Regions from separate parts of the Mus musculus genome. Here region 1 is linked to region 2. Evidence: chromatin contacts called from public Hi-C data. All regions are on one chromosome and are shown on one strand. The core of a region is the stretch at or near the end of the contact, and the rest is flanking DNA. Distances in the headings are between cores, read along the strand shown. Region 1 overlaps Phactr1 (phosphatase and actin regulator 1). Region 2 holds the start of Phactr1 (phosphatase and actin regulator 1).

Region 1 (3,158 bases), core at 459-2,958, 79 kb after region 2:
GTTAGTGAGGAAACGAACGGGGTTCAAGCAACTGAATGTCCACTCAGCAGAATTGATGCTCTGTGCTCTGTTGGAATCTTCATGGTCAGCAGTTCACCAATCCAACCATGTGTGGCTGGGTCATTTCACTGGCAACGGAACAGAAGCCAACTAGAGCAAGTTCAGAGGGGGCCATGCAGAGACTATAAAGGTTCATGCATCCGGATAAAAATAAAAAAAAAGAACAGAAGTTCCTCGCTGCTCGGCTGACAGCTATGCCAGGGCGGGGACAGCAGGAGGAGGAATTAATTGCAAGGAAGAAGCTGAGACATCTTTGGAAGTTCAGGCAGGAAGCATTTAGCAGAATCCTGGGATGCTGAGGCAGTGTGGCATCTCGGCGATCATCTGGAGCTTTGGTTGGAATTAATGAGACTAAATTAAACTAAGGAAACTCGAGGTAAAAAAGCAAGAAAATCTGCTTGCAAATGAGAAGTGCTTAACAGGGCTTCACTGACCCAAGAAATCCCTGTCTTGTCTCCTCCCTGGAATCCTGGAGTAGGAGGAGAGGATCCTGTTACAGCCTGTCAGTTAGAATCTTAGCTTACCCAGGTCAGGAGTTGACTCCTGTCCTGAGACATAACTGAACAAAGTGTTGGCAGCTGCCATCATCTGATAGCCCGTGGGCACTATTAACACCACTGTGCACAGCACCACTGAATTCAAATTTACATAATTACATCCAGAAAATATATTTCCTGGGTTCTGGTATGATAATTTCGTTCTGCACAGACCTTTGGATTGTAGGGAAATTGAACTATATATTAAAGTAGATTAACTCAAGTAACTGCTATCAAGCTTGTAAAGGCAGTTAATGCCAAAGACACCGATTTGATTTGAACCTTGGCTTTTATTCTCAGCCCCAAAACTTATTAAAATAAATAAAGACGTTTAGCCCTCATAAGCCGGAGTCGTCATTAGCAATTCCTGATAGTGTGAAAGTAAAAAGAAAAGAACAGTCTGGAGAACAAAAAGCCAAGCCACGCTCAAAATTAATCATTTTTATGTGCTCGTAAATGGAATATATAATTGGGCAAAAATAGGAACAAGTTTAAAAAGAGAGAGAAAGAGCTGATGTGTGTACATGCATTTTTTAAAAGAACCAATTAGAGATGACCTGCCTGATCAGACTGAGTTTAGAAACTGGAAAAGCATCTGCTTTTATCTCGTTGAATCTGAAATGTCATCAAGGAGAAACTGTACCATGGTTTTAACTGCCATCAGAGAACGCAAAACCAATTAAACTCTGGCATAGCGCTTTCTTCGTTGCTTCCATTATGGGATGTGTTCTGAGTTTTTAAGGGCCGCAGTGCTGATTAGAACTGAGGGTCTCAGGACTGATGAATTATATAGTATTGGAAAGTTAAGGACACAAGGATTGATCACAGCTTCATATTCAGGGGGTGGTGACAGTCTTTCCAGGGCAATGCCCTTTGGCCCCCAAGATCATTTCTATTCCAGTTTGAAGGTAATCAAAAGCTTTGAGTTTTGATCGTCTGCTTTGAAAGAAAATTAATACAATTCACTCTCTGTTCTCAGATGAGTGGGATGGGAAAATAGGCAGGTTTATGTATATGGCTATATAAGAAGAGACACATCACCACAGAGTACAAGAAGGAAGCCTGGGTATGAAAATGTCAAGCTGCCCAAATTAGCGCACTCTTCCCCAGCTTGTGTGTGTAGCCTATTTGTTGGCATGCTGCCATCTCTTACTCTGCACAGATGAGTGTAGCTTCTATGTGGTCCCGTTCTTGTAAGACTTCTCTGCGCTAGCTTGTTTGAAAGGTGGACGGGCTGCCACTCCCAAACCTGATGATGTACAGAGCTCTAGCCCCTTTGCACCAAGCACGCAGGCTAATCCAGCTATGAGCCCTGATAGGAGGCCAATGGTGGGAGGCAGGGTGGCACAATGTTACTGCCCCACCCTTCAAGAATCATTAACTCTGTTGGGGCCCACCACTTGTCCCCTTGAAGGAGGAGGAAGGGCAGATGGGATACATGAAGGAAAACATTTCAAAGCAGACAGAGCCACTGAAGGCAAACAGAAGCTTAAAGATGATGAAGATGTATCTGAGTGATGTCACTCTCAAGCTCCCCCCATGATTAAACTCTGCGTTTTCCACCTTGGGATCTTTACTAGGTCATGTTCAGTGAGAGAGAGATATTCCATTCCAACATCTTGTGTTCTTAAAATGTCTTCAGTAAAGTATGTCTTAAGAAACAGGAACAGGAAAACTATTACTGCCTCCTCATCCTAAAAAATACCATACTACTTCTCAACTTTGGTACTAGTTATATTTAGGGCAGGATAGTTATTTATTGGAAGACCTGACGGTCCTGTGCTCTGCAGGTAATTAGGCAGCGCTGCCATCTCTGGTCCTCTGTGCCAGTAACAGCCCTTTTCAGGTGTGACAACTTGTGTGGTGACCAAGTCATTCTAGACTGGGACAAGTGATCCTGAAGGACAAAAGGCTCCATTTTCAGAACCTGCACTTCGATCTCTTCAGAAAGGTCGTCTCTGAAGAATGGCGTAAGTCATCAGTTCTTCCTCCACGAAGGACTTCTAGGGGTTCTTCTTCTATAATTCATCAGTAGTTCCCAAAGGCAAGTACGTGGGGGCAGCACTCTGGATAGATTATCTAATCTCCATATGGCTAGACACAGAGTACGTTCATTTCCTGACAGAGGGCAACACTACCCATGATTATTATCTAGTTGCAGACTTCTTTTCCTTGTTCAGTTTCAAACCAAATAGATGCTCATTGATCCATCTCCAGCCTGGGTTGTCTAATTAGCTAGATGTTAAGGTAGAAAACCCCAACTTGTGTCTTAGTGGTTTCTAGGTGACCTTTTAGTATTGACTTAAATGGCTTGGAACCTCTCAGGTCTCAGAAGCTTTCTTAAGCTCTTCGTGTGTGTTTTGTCTTGCTTGTAATGTGCCAAGCCCTATCTATCCTAAAAGGAATGAGGAAACTTCACGCTTGCCTTTAACTGCCTAAGAGGGAGTACTTTATGAAAATCTAATTAGGAATATGATGAATGGTGCCATTACAAAATGAATCTTTGATATAAAAAGTCCCCTACACTGGCACCCTACGTGTATGAAAACAAGAATTCCCAAG
Region 2 (3,329 bases), core at 88-2,587:
GTATCTGATGTTTTTCAACTTAATCTCCCTTTCTCCCCTTTCTCTCTGTTTCTCTCCTTTCTCTCTCCACTCCCCCTCCCCCTGTGTCTCTCTCTGTCACCTATGAGTCATTATAATTCCAGTAGAAGCACAATAGAGGGTTAGAACCTGTCGCCCACACCCTACTGTAAGTGAAAAGAACCAGAAGACAGCTTTCTCTTCTTGTAAATGTCAAGTGTTCACCTGTCTCTATTGAGGGCTGAATAGCAATGCAACCTTAAAGCTCAAAGGCCTGGGGTCTGAGCAAAGCTTTGCACATTCAGAGACCAAGCTGCCTTCTCTACAAGGCCTTTCTGATTGATCATTACATTTAGGTCTCCCACGAGGCTGATCTCTCTATAGCACTAACTTGGTACCCGGTTTTCTCTGATGGAAGGGGAGAGCCCACCCTATTATTGACCCACAAGATAGTCAGCAAGGCATTCCCTGATTTCTCTTTTCGGAGACAACCCCTTAACCCACCAAAGGCAAGGTAGAATGGGAAAGGAAAGGACAATTTTCAAAGTCAGTTGTCAGTCACTCTCTAGCACTTGTCCTCTGGCTGAGCTATGGACATGGGCAAGAGGAGTCTGATCTTCCTTCCAAGTCCTTGCAAGCAAGCATGGCTTCTCTTGTATTAACATCCTATCCTGATGCTACCCACTACCCTGTACTAATCATCACTTCTGCTTGGTCCATACAAGGTGGAAGAAGGTTACAGAAAACACATACGGGGGCATGGCTGGATTAACATTACAGCTTTAAGAACATATCTCAAAGTCTCATGCTTACAAGTCCTTCCTGGGGAGCAGTAAGAGGATCTCATACCAGGCTAATGTGAGGGACACAACCAAAGCATCTTTTTTGCTGTGGAGATAATAAATCTGTTGCATTCAGGAAAGAAGAGAGCATTTGGGCATTTTGAAGATCTGACCATGCACAGACAAAAAGAGGGAGAGTGAAAGCCTTCTGTATTTCTCTCCAGAATGTAGCTCGCACTTTTAATTGCCCACCTTGTTTGGCAGCTCAGAAGGAAATGGCAGGGCACCAAACCCTATCCTACCAGGAGCAGCCTTCAGGATTAGCAAGTACTCCACACCTTGGAGAGCCTAGGAGACAGGAGAATCATTTTAAATGCAAATTAAATTGAGGGGGTAGCAGAAAAGAACACATAAAAGACGGTAAAACAAAACCTTTCAATTTTCTTAAATTAGCAGGCTAATGCGTTCTAAAGAGCGGCCCCACTTAGATCCCGGCTTTGGGGGGAGGGGGCATTTCATCACAATATAAAACCCGACAGATCCATCATTCCCCTCCACCCAGTGCTCTTGACTGGAGATTGAAGGGAAAATTAGAAGCTGTTCATTTGGGCTCACAGGCTCAGCAGCCCTGCTCAGCTTGCCCGCCGCTCACTGACAGCGTCCTGTTGAAGGGGGCACAAGTGCTGGTGAGTATCCCCTAACTTTGAGAATTCTTCCCTTCGTGCGTCTTTCTGGCTGTGTTGCCTTGGGTGGGCTAGGTAGGGGTTGTCTCCCAGAGGGTCTGCGTTATAATGCGGCTTTCAAAATATGGGAAATTTCAGACAGCTTTTAAGCTGTTTCTAGGGACAGAAGGAAAGAGTTATTTTCAGCCTAGGTGCCGGTGACTGTTTTTGTGTATTAATTATAATGGGAATGTTCACTGAACATACTATATTGCCAGTTAAATAGCCTTTCTCCATCACCCTACCCCATTCAGCAGAAAGATAGAGACAGGTGCTCCAACATGGTCTAAACACTACAGACCTCCCCACTGTTTAATCATTTACCATGTATTTTGTTCTTACTGCAAAGCAGACTGGGATTTGAGATCGCAAAAATAGATTATTAAAGCAGAAATTCTGATTTTTAAATAACCGGTGAGATCTCCGCTTTAAGAGGTGGGAGAGTAGACTGTGAATGGCCCTGGATGATGCAAAATCTTCATGTAGATTTTGATGGTTCCCTGCCAAAGTTTTACATGGGAAAGTGGTAATTTCCTTCCTTCGCAGAGGAGGGCGTGGAGAGGCTGGAACTGGCGTCACCTTCGGTTGCTAAGGTAACCTGTTCTGGCCATTTTATCTGATAGAGAAAGTCCAGTGGACAGAATACATTATTCATCACTGATCTAATCAGATAATCAAAACTGTTTACTTTCGCTGGGAATATTTAATAAGATCGAAGGCAGCTGGTTGAAACTGCTCATTTGTTCTATCGACGGCCCTTGGTTTTACATGTTTTTACAGTAAGTATTCTTTGCTGTTGGGGTACCTTTGGCTATTTTTTTTTTTTAAAGTTTCCTCTTATCAGACTTGGTTTCTCAGATGAGAGTGTGCAGACTTAGGAAGCAAGTGATTGCTTTAGCCTTCAGAATCTGATTTTTAAAGACTTCCTCTTGTTCCTCCTTTGAAATATAATAGTGCAGAAATAGAGATAGATCTTCTGTGCCAGTATCAGGGGTAACTGCATGGGCTCCGTGAGAAGGGGCTGGCTGGTTTTCATGCCAGGCTAGTGCATGCTATAGGAAACACGGCAAGGCTGTGATGTTTGCCGCTGCTGCACGAACCACGGTTCTGTATCAAAAACAGCCTATACCGGGCATGGGCAGATGAGCCAGTAGCACTGTATAGAATGTGCTGAAGGGAATGGCTGAAGACTAAGGAATTCAAGGCACTTGTACAGCAAACAAGCCAGCCTATATTGCAAAGTGTCTATGAGAGGAGGATCGGATTCCCAGGGGATGCTTTCTACTAGAGGGGACACCAGACACCCCTGGATCAATTGAAGAGCAACTTGCAGGTAGGGTGATACTTTCCAATGCCTTTTATCGGGCAGACTTTTAAAAACTAGAGGTACATGAATTTAAAAGTATACCTTTTGTCAGATAATATACAGCAAGGAAAGAACAGTATGTTATTCCTCTTTAACGTGAATCATTTTAATTTTTGCAGGCAGAATATATTATTTTAAATTGGTGTTAACTAAAGGTTGGATCTTCTCATGCAATACAAAGTCTCTGGCAGTGGGGGCTTTGACATTAGAAATGTCAGTCAAATGTTGGAATATGATAATGGCGTACTCTCATTTAAATTAAGGAATACACATACTTGACATCCTGAAATACTGTGTCTTTCTCCCCTTCCCCCTTTATAGAGAGCTAAGTGATTGCCTTCTCTCAAAATCCTGTTCTGAACATTGAAGATGGATTATCCCAAAATGGATTATTTTCTGGACGTTGAGTCTGCTCACAGACTCTTGGATGTGGAGTCGGCGCAGAGGTTCTTCTACAGTCAA

What was found. Hi-C and Micro-C count contacts between places; a contact is called where the count stands out from the background.
Region 1: a contact with region 2 is called in a Hi-C map of forebrain, with 2.3 times the contacts expected there. The contact joins the enhancer-like site here to the promoter of Phactr1 in region 2. A contact is called at or near these places in 13 of 39 promoter capture datasets (the 3T3-L1 cell line, cranial neural crest, embryonic stem cells and 8 more), 9 of 484 Hi-C or Micro-C datasets (brain, cerebral cortex, cortical neurons and 3 more), 5 of 115 datasets of contacts at active chromatin or transcription factors (a beta-TC-6 cell line, embryonic basal ganglia, embryonic forebrain and 2 more) and 4 of 9 other capture datasets (adipose tissue, embryonic stem cells, liver and 1 more).

Annotation. Positions count from the first base shown.
Region 1 is chr13:42,757,638-42,760,795 of GRCm38.p6, forward strand. All of the region lies in intron 3 of Phactr1 (phosphatase and actin regulator 1), which reads left to right. Among named protein-coding and RNA genes, the nearest start is that of Phactr1, 78 kb to the left of the region's middle. Within about 2 kb of position 1,709, at least 12 of the 459 cell types and tissues checked have an H3K27ac peak or open chromatin away from gene starts, as enhancers often do. A contact at or near this core is called in cerebral cortex, forebrain and second pharyngeal arch cranial neural crest, where this site is marked.
Region 2 is chr13:42,679,462-42,682,790 of GRCm38.p6, forward strand. Phactr1 (phosphatase and actin regulator 1) reads left to right here and starts at 1,338. Exons shown (of 14, transcript NM_001302635.1): 1 at 1,338-1,465; 2 at 3,189-3,329. The coding sequence starts at 3,237.